Linked DNA regions of Zea mays: regions 1 and 3 are each linked to region 2. Evidence: chromatin contacts called from public Hi-C data. All regions are on one chromosome and are shown on one strand. The core of a region is the stretch at or near the end of the contact, and the rest is flanking DNA. Distances in the headings are between cores, read along the strand shown.

Region 1 (3,374 bases), core at 87-2,586, 240 kb before region 2:
CCATGATTCCTCAAACCTTTGAAAGGCAGATTGTAGTCTGTTACCAACCAAGCACGGAACACCTTAGCAGTTTCCGTTTAATTAGTCCACTCTCAACACAAAGTAGTTTGTTCTCGTTGGATAAAACTGTAGGATTTTGTTTGTGAAATACATGATCACTGACTCATTAGTGCCTTGCACAACTTCACACAATCACAGGCACAATCTGCTTCTGTGTAGTATAATTACAGAAACAAACTCAGATCTGTCCTATTTCGACAAAGGTCCCTGGACCAAACCTACATGGTACAGAACAAGTCAGGTTGTTTGTTAGCTCGCTGAATCTCCTTCGTCACTTGAAAGTTCAAACAAACTGGTGTGTTTCACCTATTCTGCATCCTTACGCATATAACACACACAGCACCATATGTGGCATACCATGTTTTATTGACTCTTTTCCACGTCATCACAAGTGGCAAGAAAACAATCAGGGAATCTAGAATATCACTGCTGCAACCAATTCAACAAATGTGCATGTGCATATACATCAACAAGATATGCCACATTCCCACATGCCAAATTTCAGAGCCATTGACAGAAGGACAGCACACGAACTTTGTTGACACCCCAACTACTAAACCACACTAGCACACATGTTGACTGGAGAACAGATGGATCCGGATGAAAGTACAAATAATGTTATGTAAGTGCTAATGCCAAGGTTGGTCCTTAAATTTGTTGGCACAAACCTCACGCAATCGCAAGTATTAAGATCATCTTGACCGTCGTACATCCTAAGGTGCAAATCGAAATCGAAGCATGGAAAGTTAAACCCTGGCGCAAACACGCTGACCCACCCGTCAAAAAACCCAATCTGACCCAAGCATTGCAGCGTCATGAGAAATCGACCGAAAACTAACGCGCCAGCGGATAATCACAGACCCGCCCACGATCAGACGCCAATGCATCAGGCAAATCAACCCGACAGGTCAGGGATGGATCGTGGCGACTGAATTATTGAACTCGAACCTTCATTGGCCTGAAGAGGATTGATTAGGGAACGAGAAGAAGGGCACGTACCGAGAAAGCGGAGCTCGCGGGGGTGGATCTCGACGAGCATGTCCTCGCTGCCCATCGCCACCTCCCCGGGCCGACCGCGGTTAGCTAGAGAGTAGAGGACGGACACGGAGAGATCGAAGCAGTTGCTCTGCGTGCGAGCGCGTGTCGTGCGTGCCTGTCTCGGAAAGGAACAGAGAAAGTAGTGGACTGGGACTGGAGGGGGATGCCGCCACTCCGGCGCCTCAACTCCGAGTCCCCCGTCAGCGCCTCCCTGAGACGCCCGACGGTTTCGGGCCTTCGGCGGCCGCCGAAATGTAGGCTAGTGAGATGGCAACGTGATCGATGTCCAATTTTTTCGCCAGAAATTTCTCTACTAGAGCTCCAACCATATCTCAAACGGGTATCTCAAATTAAAATATAGAGCAATACAGAAAAAATTACTATAAAAACATCTCCAAAAGACACTTTATTTTTGGCTCTCTATTTGACTCTATATTTACCTTTTCATAAAGATTATACTATATATGTAGCATCTACACTCCAACAGATTATCTACCTAGTTTGACTAGACAGGTGGCTAGCTAAATTTGGCTAGTGATGAAACCAATTTAGAGAGACGGATAGTTTGACGAGTCAGATAGCTAGTATGTTGGAGATTTATTTTGCTATTGAATAGATTAAATTTAGTTTGGCGAGCCATTTAGCTAGTCTGTTGAAGATGCTCTAACAGTGTCATATTTTATAAAATTAGTCAAAAAATTATAAGGCTCCCTCTCAAGTGTTTCTCATTCTCCCCTCTACGCACAGCTCATTCTCATTCCCCTCAAGCAAATACAAGCAGTAGATACCGCTACACCACATGTGTGTTTGTGTCTACATATATGATAGAAAAACATCTACTATATCTCTCTCCAAGCTCACCTGCTACTATTGTACAATGCGTAGTAGTAGATAAGTATCACCGAGATTCTTGAATTATATTTTTGAATTGAGGGTTACTGTATTTAAAGAAGAGCACTGCATACAATTTCTTTTGTTTGAATAATGTTTCCGACTTAAATTCTTTTTTGCATGCGTGGCACTTATTCTCCTTAATATTTTTTCCATGGATCTGACTTTGAGTCATTTTCATAAACCAACATTATGGATGAATCCATGTTTCTTACTTGAAAATCCCGAACAAACACCACTAGCAGGAGGCGCTCATGTTGGCGTCGCTCATCGACGACGAGAAGAAACTTGGCGACTGCCAGTTCGACCTCTGGAAGCAGTCCTACGTGACCGCATGTGTCGCTGTGTATGACAAGCTCCGGCTGTCCAGAGCGACTACAGCATGTTGTCCATCGCCAAGCAGGGGGATCTCATGGTTGTCGCCAACGTCGGCAACTCTCGGGTTGTTCTGGGCACCGCATCCGACGACGGTGTCATCACGCCGTTCAGCTCATCGTCCATCTGAAACCCAACCTGCCACGTAAGTCGCTACTAATCGGCCATGAATTCTTGTGCGCTGGGACGACGACCATTACTGACATTGTGTGAGTGTCCGCGAACATGAAGTATGTAGAGGAGTAGCGCATTAGGTAGTGCAACGGCCAGGTGTACTACCTCGCTGATGAGCCCGGGTGCACTTCATCTGGTAGCCCAGCGAAGAGTCATTGGTACTCGTCATGTCGCGCGTGTTCGATGACTACTATATCAAGGATTATGGCGTCGTCTCGGCAACGAAGGTGACGCGGAAGAGGATCGATAGCAATGAACAGTAATTCTCTTTGCAAACACACACACTTGTCTTTTTTGTTTAAGCAAGCACATATGGTGATGCGTGCCTGATGACTGACGATGTACACGTGAACTTCTTCCAGCAGGTGTGGGACCTGCTCTCCAATGATGAGACCATACAAATCGTGGCATATATCAAAGTCTGCATGATACTGATGGTTGTAATATAGTGGTGAAACAAATATATTAAAATAACAAAATTTATGTATGTCCATGATCACAAATGGATTATGAAACATTTTCTCATAACAATATAACACACATTTTGTATATAAGTTACCGTGATATTATATGTTCTCGTTGCAACGCACGGACACTCACCTAGTAATCTATATTTATGGTTTTACTGTTGGAGCAGAATATTTTGCTGATGCCTTAAATCCTATAAAATATACTCAATTTTTTAAATTATAATGAATTTTGTATGTCACGTTGTTGGAGTTGCTCTAAAATAACGAGGAAGGATACCTATAACAGTTATAGTCTGAGATAGAAACTGATGTTTAGCTCTAGAGACAAGTTTAGTTTATACCAAATTGAAAGTTTGAATACATATT
Region 2 (3,748 bases), core at 505-3,004:
CTTTACGGGGTTGCGCTGGTCCGCGGATCCAGCGAGGAAGAAAGCGGGGGTAGTAGCAAGCATAGGGGAAGGGAAATGCGGTTGGGGTTTTTGCGTGGTACGGTCCGTACCTTGAAAACCGCTTTGCTTTGGTTGGAGCTGTGGTGGAGGAGTCGAGTGCCAAAGCCCTGCTGTTCCAGGAAGGAAGAGGGTGGAATGCGGCGATCGCGCTGCAGCGGAAGCCCTCGCGGCGGAAGGAAGACAGCGTGGTTGGATGGATGTAGTAGTGAACTGCGCTGCCTCTCTTTTATGTCCAGGCCTCTGCACAGCACTACGCCTGCACGGTGAGAACTGAGAAGGGAATGGAAGTGTGGTTGATGAGGAGGGATCGTGAAACTGATTCTGATACGCATAGGTGGTTGTGGTGGGTAGAAAAAACAAATGCTGTTTTTACTGCTCCCAGCCTCCCACAGTCCCTCCCTTACGGCGTTATGCGTGTGCGTCACCGTGGAGTATGTGCGTATCTTTACATACATGTACAGTTACATATATTTACTAAAATGTATATTTATTGTTTGATCGATTGTTGTTTATTTAATTAATTGTATCTCTTCAAATATATAGAGGGAGATTTAGATCCGTTTCTAGACGTTCTCCAACATTTCCCGCGAGATTAGGGGCCTAAACACACGAGGAGACCACGAACTCAGGGCCGTTCCTAAGATTTCAGGGGCCCTAGGCAAAAACTTACATAGAGACCCTTTTAACTCATATATCATTAATCTCCATAGCACATAATGTGTGATCTCGCAAAGTGAATTTCAAAATCTTTAATTCAGAAATCAGATCAAGTACCTCAACATCAGATGAACCATCGTGAGAGAAAATGTCTGCAAATTTAGTGCAACACTCTTCAAGTTCATTGTCATTTAATGACTACAGGGTACTTGAACTCAATAGAAATCCGAATACATCTGACGCGTGGGTGCGGCGCCACCCGGCGCTTGTCCGGCTCACGGGCAAGCACCCCTTCAACTTAGAGCCTTTGGTGTCGTGGCTGATGGCGCACGACTTCATCACCCCGGCACCGCACCACTACCACTACTAGAAAAATGTCGGCTAGAAACCGACGTTCTTACTTTAATAGATCAACGTTCTTATGTTAAGAATATCGGCTTACCGACATACTTAACCGACATACGTGGTGGTGGGGCTCGTGACTCTCGTGAGACGCCCCGCCAAACTGACCATGGAGCAGCTGGTGACGGAGTTCGAGGCCTTGGAACTCCCCGTGACGCTGGTATGCGTGGCCAACCAACACAAGGAGCATAACAGGGTGTGCCAGAAAGTGAGCTTGAACTGGCCTCAGTGCCATCTCCACGTCCATGCAGTGCGACACGCGCCTCTGCGACATGCTGTGTCACTACGGCGTCATGGGCGCCACGGACGACGTCGTCAATGTGTGCTTCAATACTGATTCTTTAGAAATACTAAAATATTTATAATTTGGAACAGTCTTACCACATGGATTTAACATATCATAGTGATGTTTGTATTTCTGTATCTATGTTTTATACTAAATTTTAACTCCCGTGGCAACGCACGGGCATCCACCTAGTTTTATTATAAAAACCATAATCAAGGGCGTACACTCTACTGATTTTTTTGGTGTTCGGAAGTGACAGGCTACGCGAGGGTTTGCAAATTGCAAGTTCCAACCGCGTGCACGACAGTGGGCACGCCGCACATGGGGCCCCACTCTCTGAAAGTGACCTATCCTCGCTGGCTATACGTCTCCCCTCCGCGCACAAAAACCCTAGCACGCAGGCGCAGCCAGGCCTGCACCCAAAGCTTCCGGAGAATTCCTCCCTTGCCCCGCCGTCGCATCCTCTTCGAAGTTCGAATCGAATCGCGCCGCGATCACCCACCTCATGGCGGACAAGGAGCCTGTCGTGGAGCGGCCAGAGGCGGGTGAGGAGGAGGAGGACGCCTCAGCCGCCGCCGCCGCGGGGGAGGAGGAGGACACGGGCGCCCAGGTGGCTCCCATCGTGCGGCTTGAGGAGGTAGCCGTCACCACCGGCGAGGAGGACGAGGACGTCCTGCTCGACATGTGAGGCGCCCTCCCTCCCCATGTACTTGTTCATTGCTGCGCGCGGTTGGCCGCCCCCGCTCGATTTAGTGCTGATTCGGGTTTTGCAGGAAGGCGAAGCTGTACCGATTCGACAAAGACGGTAACCAATGGAAGGAACGGGGCACGGGCGCTGTCAAGCTTCTCAAGCACAAGCAGACCGGCAAGGTCCGCCTAGTCATGCGCCAGGCTAAAACGCTTAAGATCTGCGCGAACCACCTCGGTATCCCTTCCTCTCTACTTGAAATTCGCCGTCACAATTTATTTAATCGAGCTTTTGGTTGATCCCAAAGAGTAGGATTCTTATTCCGCGCTGTGTATGCAGTGGCCTCCACCACGAAGATGCAGGAGCATGCGGGCAGCGACAAGTCGTGTGTTTGGCACGCTGCTGACTTTGCCGATGGCGAACTTAAGGAGGAGATGTTTGCCATCAGGTTTGGTTCGGTAGAAAGTGAGTCCTCTACCTCGTTTACCCGGTTGTTAAGCCCGAAGTATCTGTCTGATACCAAATGGTTCAACTTCATAATCTCAGTGTTCTAAAATAAAATTTCAAGGGCCTTTTTTGTTTGAGCCCAGGCATCCAATTTTGGTGGCCTGGGGTTGACATTGCTGCCTGGGAAGCTTCCAACCAAATCCAAAAGTAGGTTTGCCTGGAACTACTAGATGGCTTGCCCTTTACGATACTGTAATACTGTAAAATGACCAAACAAATAGGTTTTGAAGAGTTTAAGGTCTTTATTTTGTTGATTAATCGTTTTAATGGTTCAAGTTTGTTCCACCGAGTGATGCTGAAGAAGCCATTTTAGGAACGAAATTGCCTTCATTGTTTGGTTTTGGTTTTCCGCAACTAATCGAATGTGGCCAAAGGACAGATGCTTGATTTTCTGGCTTCAATGCATAATAAGATGGTGAATTCTTGTGTTGTAAATAGTAAGTCCTAATACACGTGGTGACTGAACTGGCACTGGATATTGATTTTGGGAACTTTGGGATCTAATACTCTGATAGCTTGTTAGTTCTACCGCTGTAGAATATATGCTGTACCGCTTTCTTCTCTTTAAGGAGAACAATTATTTGGCATGCATCTGTGGGTGGCATTTGAAAGAGGCTTACCTTTCTACCGTTCTGCATTTGCATTGTGCTAACGAATTATTTTCTTTTCATTGATGCTCCTACATATTTCAAAGGGTTGGCTTTTACAACTGCTCAATATCTTCTTTTTTGGTGCATATTTTACTTAAATGAGTTCCCTACTGGCAATCATAGACATCAGCTTTGGTTTACCAACATCCTCTTTATGAATATGTTCTCATGTGTGCTCTGTGTCAGCTCCAGCTTAGTGGTAGTTCTGTCTTCTGTGAGGTGTGAATTAACCAAATATTTGTTCACTTCCCAATTTGCTATTTTTTTTGTTACAATGTCATGAGTGGTATTTTTTAGGGCACTCTAGGTGCTATAGATATACAACATTGCCTTTGTTAGATCTCTGTTGTGTGTTTTTCATCTGTTTGCAGGCTGCATCCTTTCTATTCACGGTTTTAGTTCTACTATTCTCTAATCCAATAAGGATTTCGCAGGCGAATATTTAGTCTTTCCTGTCTTGTCTGTTAATTTAGAACCTTATCAAATAAAGCATTCTTT
Region 3 (3,914 bases), core at 283-2,782, 190 kb before region 2:
CCGCGAAAAGCTCTGCTACAATACACCTAGTTCGCACAAAAAATTTTTTTGGCTAGAAGTACATGTCGTTCTGCACTAACCATGGAGACATGATTGTCTCTGTCCTCATCCCCGTCTTGTGCCGTTTCAAGGACTGAAGTCCTCCCCTCTCCGTGAACGTTTCCTTCATCCGCAGAGCCAGCAAGTTCTTCTGCTGTTCGCCAATGGTTGTCGGCAAAATCGCAGACAGCAGACGCAGACGTTGACGCCTCCGCTCGCTTGTTCGGGAAAAGGCCTTCTTGGAGTTCAGTATCTTCATCGCTGTTTGTTTGATGGAACGGAGCGTTTGAAGCCGCTTCGTTTTCAGATATATTTTCACGTACGGAATCATGAGATTCGTCTGAAACACCAACGACCTGCTTTCTGTATCCTTCACTGGAGGCTGCTTCAGGTTCAGCCTGCTTGTTGTTATGCTCAGTAACCGAAGTTTGTGTTTCTTGCCATTCGTCGGTGACATTTCCAGGAACAGTGTCAGCTGATAGTTCTGCTAGGCTCTGTTCTTGTTTGATCTCACTCTCATACTCATCTTCAAGGCCATGAAGGGTTGAATCAGCGGAATACGTTGCCTCCGGAATCACAAAATCAGCCCCAGCACCGTGAACTGGTATTTTTTCTGCTGCAGTATCATGCCTGTCAACGAATTTCCAGATCTCTGTTGAACTCAAATCTGAGACTTCCTTCGTATCTGCAGCAATTACTTCACCAACTGACAGCGCGTCAAGTAATTTGGTTGCGTTACTGAGTGAGATGCTGAACTGCCTGGTGTTGATAACCTCTTCAAGAAAACAATCTATTGGAATGTCCATTAGCAGCAGCTGGTGCTCCTCCTCCTCCGAAGAACCATCCAGCTCGGCAAATGCTTTAGCTTTACACGGCTCAAACACCATCACTTCCTTGACAATCTTCTCATCACTGGCTCGCTCGTCATCGCTGAAACAGATTCCTGTTGAAACCATGGTTGATACGTACCGACGTTCCTCAGAGATTCCATCTCCAGCCTCTCCTATCTCCGTCTTCCCTTCACCAGCACAAACTCCTGAGACGCCAGAACGACCAGCAGCATGCTCCGTGTCCGTCACAGGCATCACAGGTCTCTCCTCCCGTTCGTCTTCTCCGGCGAATCCACTGGCGTCGCCGGCGCGGTCCACGCTACGGCTCCACAGCGACGACGACGCAAGGTAGACCAGGGTGAGCCAGCCGAAGCACACGAGAAAGGCAAGCGCCGCCAAGAAAATCACCGGAAGGATCAGCAGGTACCGTACGGGGGCAACAGCAGGAGGCGAGGATGCCCACACTGCCTGGCGAGGGATGTGGTACTGGTAGTGGACGTGGAAATGGCGGCAGCCTGCCCCTGCCCCTGCCCCTCCTCCGTCCCCCCTGCGCGCCGCTCGGCACGACCGTCTCCTCCTACCACCGCTGCCACTGCCCAAGCTCAAAGCCACGGCGGCCATGGGGCTTGAAGCAGATGGGGAAGAAGGTTGTGTTGTATGGTTGGCCTGTCCTGCTGCTGAGGCTGTGCGCAACGGCAGCCCCTACGCTGCCCCCTCCCCTTGCATGGCGCGTGCAGGGGGCGCTCCACGCGCGCAGCGGTGCCCCTGCACTGCCCCCTAGCCCGCCGTCCTCCTCTCTCTCCCCCTCAATCTGGCGTGTCACTGTTCATCACCCTAAACACTGTGCTGTGGGTCCACGAGTAATTGTTAGTAGATAAAAAATTGATAGTTGGTATAGAAAATGATATTTTATAGGGGTAGTGGGGTATAGGGGGAGTATTTAGGGGGAACCGCTGCGGGAGATGAAAAAATAGGGGGAAAAATATGGGGGAAAAGTGATATAGGGGGAAAAATTTAGAGGTAACGGTTGCGGATAGTCTGATTGCTTGCTTTCGTGCGACGCCAAAGCGGGAGAATTGAACTCGGTAAAGGCAGGCAGACGGCGTCCTTTCGTGTCTGATTATGCGATGGTTTGAAATTTTTGGGTGTCAGGGTCGTGCAATGCAAGTGCAGGTGAAGGCGGGGCCCACCAGGAAGTGTTCGAGATGTTTACCGGTGTCTATTACAAGATTTATGAATCGGATCAAATTAAAATCAGATCATATTTATATTCATTTTTAAATTAAAATTTATTTAGAGTCCTACTATTTTATGAATAAATATTTGGTATCACTTTGCCTTCATGAGACAAGCGAGGTGTCGCAGACTAACAGGTCAGTTCCGTCTTTGGATTAAGACTGCTTCAGCTAATGGTGGGATCTTTGGAATCTTATCGGCCGCAAGAGTGTTCGGAAAGACATGAAGGTGAGGGAATCCATCACTTGGATCACGTCCTAGTGGCGCCAATAATGCAAAGGTGTTTAGCAAAAGTCCGTGGGCGTGTTCGGCTGGCTACAAGCCGACACTGTTGCAGCTGTTTGGACTGCTGCAGCTGCAATCCATAGAGAGAAAAATACTGTAGAAGCCGCAGCCGCAGCCGGATTGCAGCCGCAGCAAGCCGCAGCGAACAAGCTGCGTGATTTATCACCCTGTGTTCACATTCAGAATCGGAAAGTAGGAACATTATCATGATGCCGAATTAGAGCGAATTCGGTGGACAGACTCAAGGGACAGGCCCCAGAGGACAAGAAGTTTGCAGGAATGGTCAGTATACACTAAAAATAGTCTCACGTTGAACGCGATTTCAGGATGCTGTCTAGCAAGAAAATGTTTTGTTGGGTATAAGCGCGGTTCTGGCTCTGAATCTTTGTTTTTTTTAAAAAAAATAACCATATTAATTCCACTAAATTTTCAAAACTCATTCTAGTTTTAGTTTTAAGGGAGTTTGCGTATTTTTAAATAAAGACCATCACAACTTCTTTTACACCTGACGTTCAAGAGGAAGTGAATTAGTCAACTTAATTCACAAATTAAAGGTAACCTACGCAATAAATAAACTATCTATGTGCAACTACGGTTTTAACTAAATGTGTTGCTACGAGTTCTGGATATATCCATTAGCCTAACAACTAATCTGTGAAGATAAAGCACACAACCAAGGTATACAGTACAAATATGAAAAACTAAAGGCGATGGAGATATAAACTCTCGTTGATGAATCTGGTTTTTGTACCGAGATATTGAGAAGAGGGTAAGCAATCTCTGTCCTTTTTGGAGCCCCTCACAACTAACAAAGATATCCACGTAAAGTTCAACCTCCCAGTCAGGTAACTATGTGGATAACTTTCGTCCTTTCCCACATGCAAGCGGGTCTCTGATGTAGCCACTCTTGGGTGCTCGTTATCGTCTTCACTACCGAGTTTCCAGTTCAAACACCATGGGTCTCATTCCCTCTAGTACACAGTGGTGGCCACACTATAAACTCAGTTGGTATGATTTCGCAAGACTATAAACCCCTCTGATACAACATACAACTATTATAATGGTGTACACAAACCCGAAACCGGTTTTCATCCCTTTCCGCGCCACTCGGACCAGTGTGCCTCTACATAGCACAACTTTGGCAAATCTTTCTCAACTAAATTTGGTTGCGGCCAAGGTGTTTCTATGATTTAGACAAACATATTTAGTGACTTTCTAACTAGTATAAGTCATGAAACATGGTTGTTTTAAATTTTCTAACTCATATTTCTAGGCTCAACTTAACTCCAAAAGAGTCAAACTTTGAATATAAGCTTTCCAATCTAAATAGGGTATAATACCAAGAAACTAGTTTTTAAGAAACCAGATTCTTAATAACAAGGGTTAACCATATTCTTGGTTTTTAAGAAACTAGAGAACTAGTTTTTGTAAACTAAATAAAAGCTGACATGTTTGGACGCCTTCTAGCTTTTAAAAACCAGTTTCAAAGAAACCAGGCGGATCTAAACAGGGCCTAATAATGAA

Evidence for each region. A called contact is a pair of places that touch in the nucleus more often than the background predicts.
Region 1: a Hi-C map of ear shows a contact between it and region 2, with 1.5 times the contacts expected there. The contact joins the promoter of LOC100384528 here to the promoter of LOC100282282 in region 2. A contact is called at or near these places in 2 of 25 Hi-C or Micro-C datasets (ear and leaf).
Region 3: a contact with region 2 is called in a Hi-C map of tassel, with 4 times the contacts expected there. The contact joins the promoter of LOC100382875 here to the promoter of LOC100282282 in region 2. A contact is called at or near these places in 5 of 25 Hi-C or Micro-C datasets (bundle sheath, ear, leaf and 1 more).

The regions. Positions count from the first base shown.
Region 1 is chr8:117,807,398-117,810,771 of Zm-B73-REFERENCE-NAM-5.0, forward strand. LOC100384528 (Vesicle-associated protein 2-2) reads right to left here and starts at 1,337. Exons shown (of 8, transcript NM_001177046.1): 1 at 1,060-1,337. The coding sequence starts at 1,114.
Region 2 is chr8:118,050,367-118,054,114 of Zm-B73-REFERENCE-NAM-5.0, forward strand. It overlaps LOC100282282 (ran-binding protein 1), which reads left to right and starts at 1,755. Exons shown (of 4, transcript NM_001155194.1): 1 at 1,755-2,089; 2 at 2,179-2,330; 3 at 2,433-2,558. The coding sequence starts at 1,911.
Region 3 is chr8:117,863,531-117,867,444 of Zm-B73-REFERENCE-NAM-5.0, forward strand. LOC100382875 reads right to left here and starts at 1,533. Exons shown (of 3, transcript NM_001175567.1): 1 at 81-1,533. The coding sequence starts at 1,490.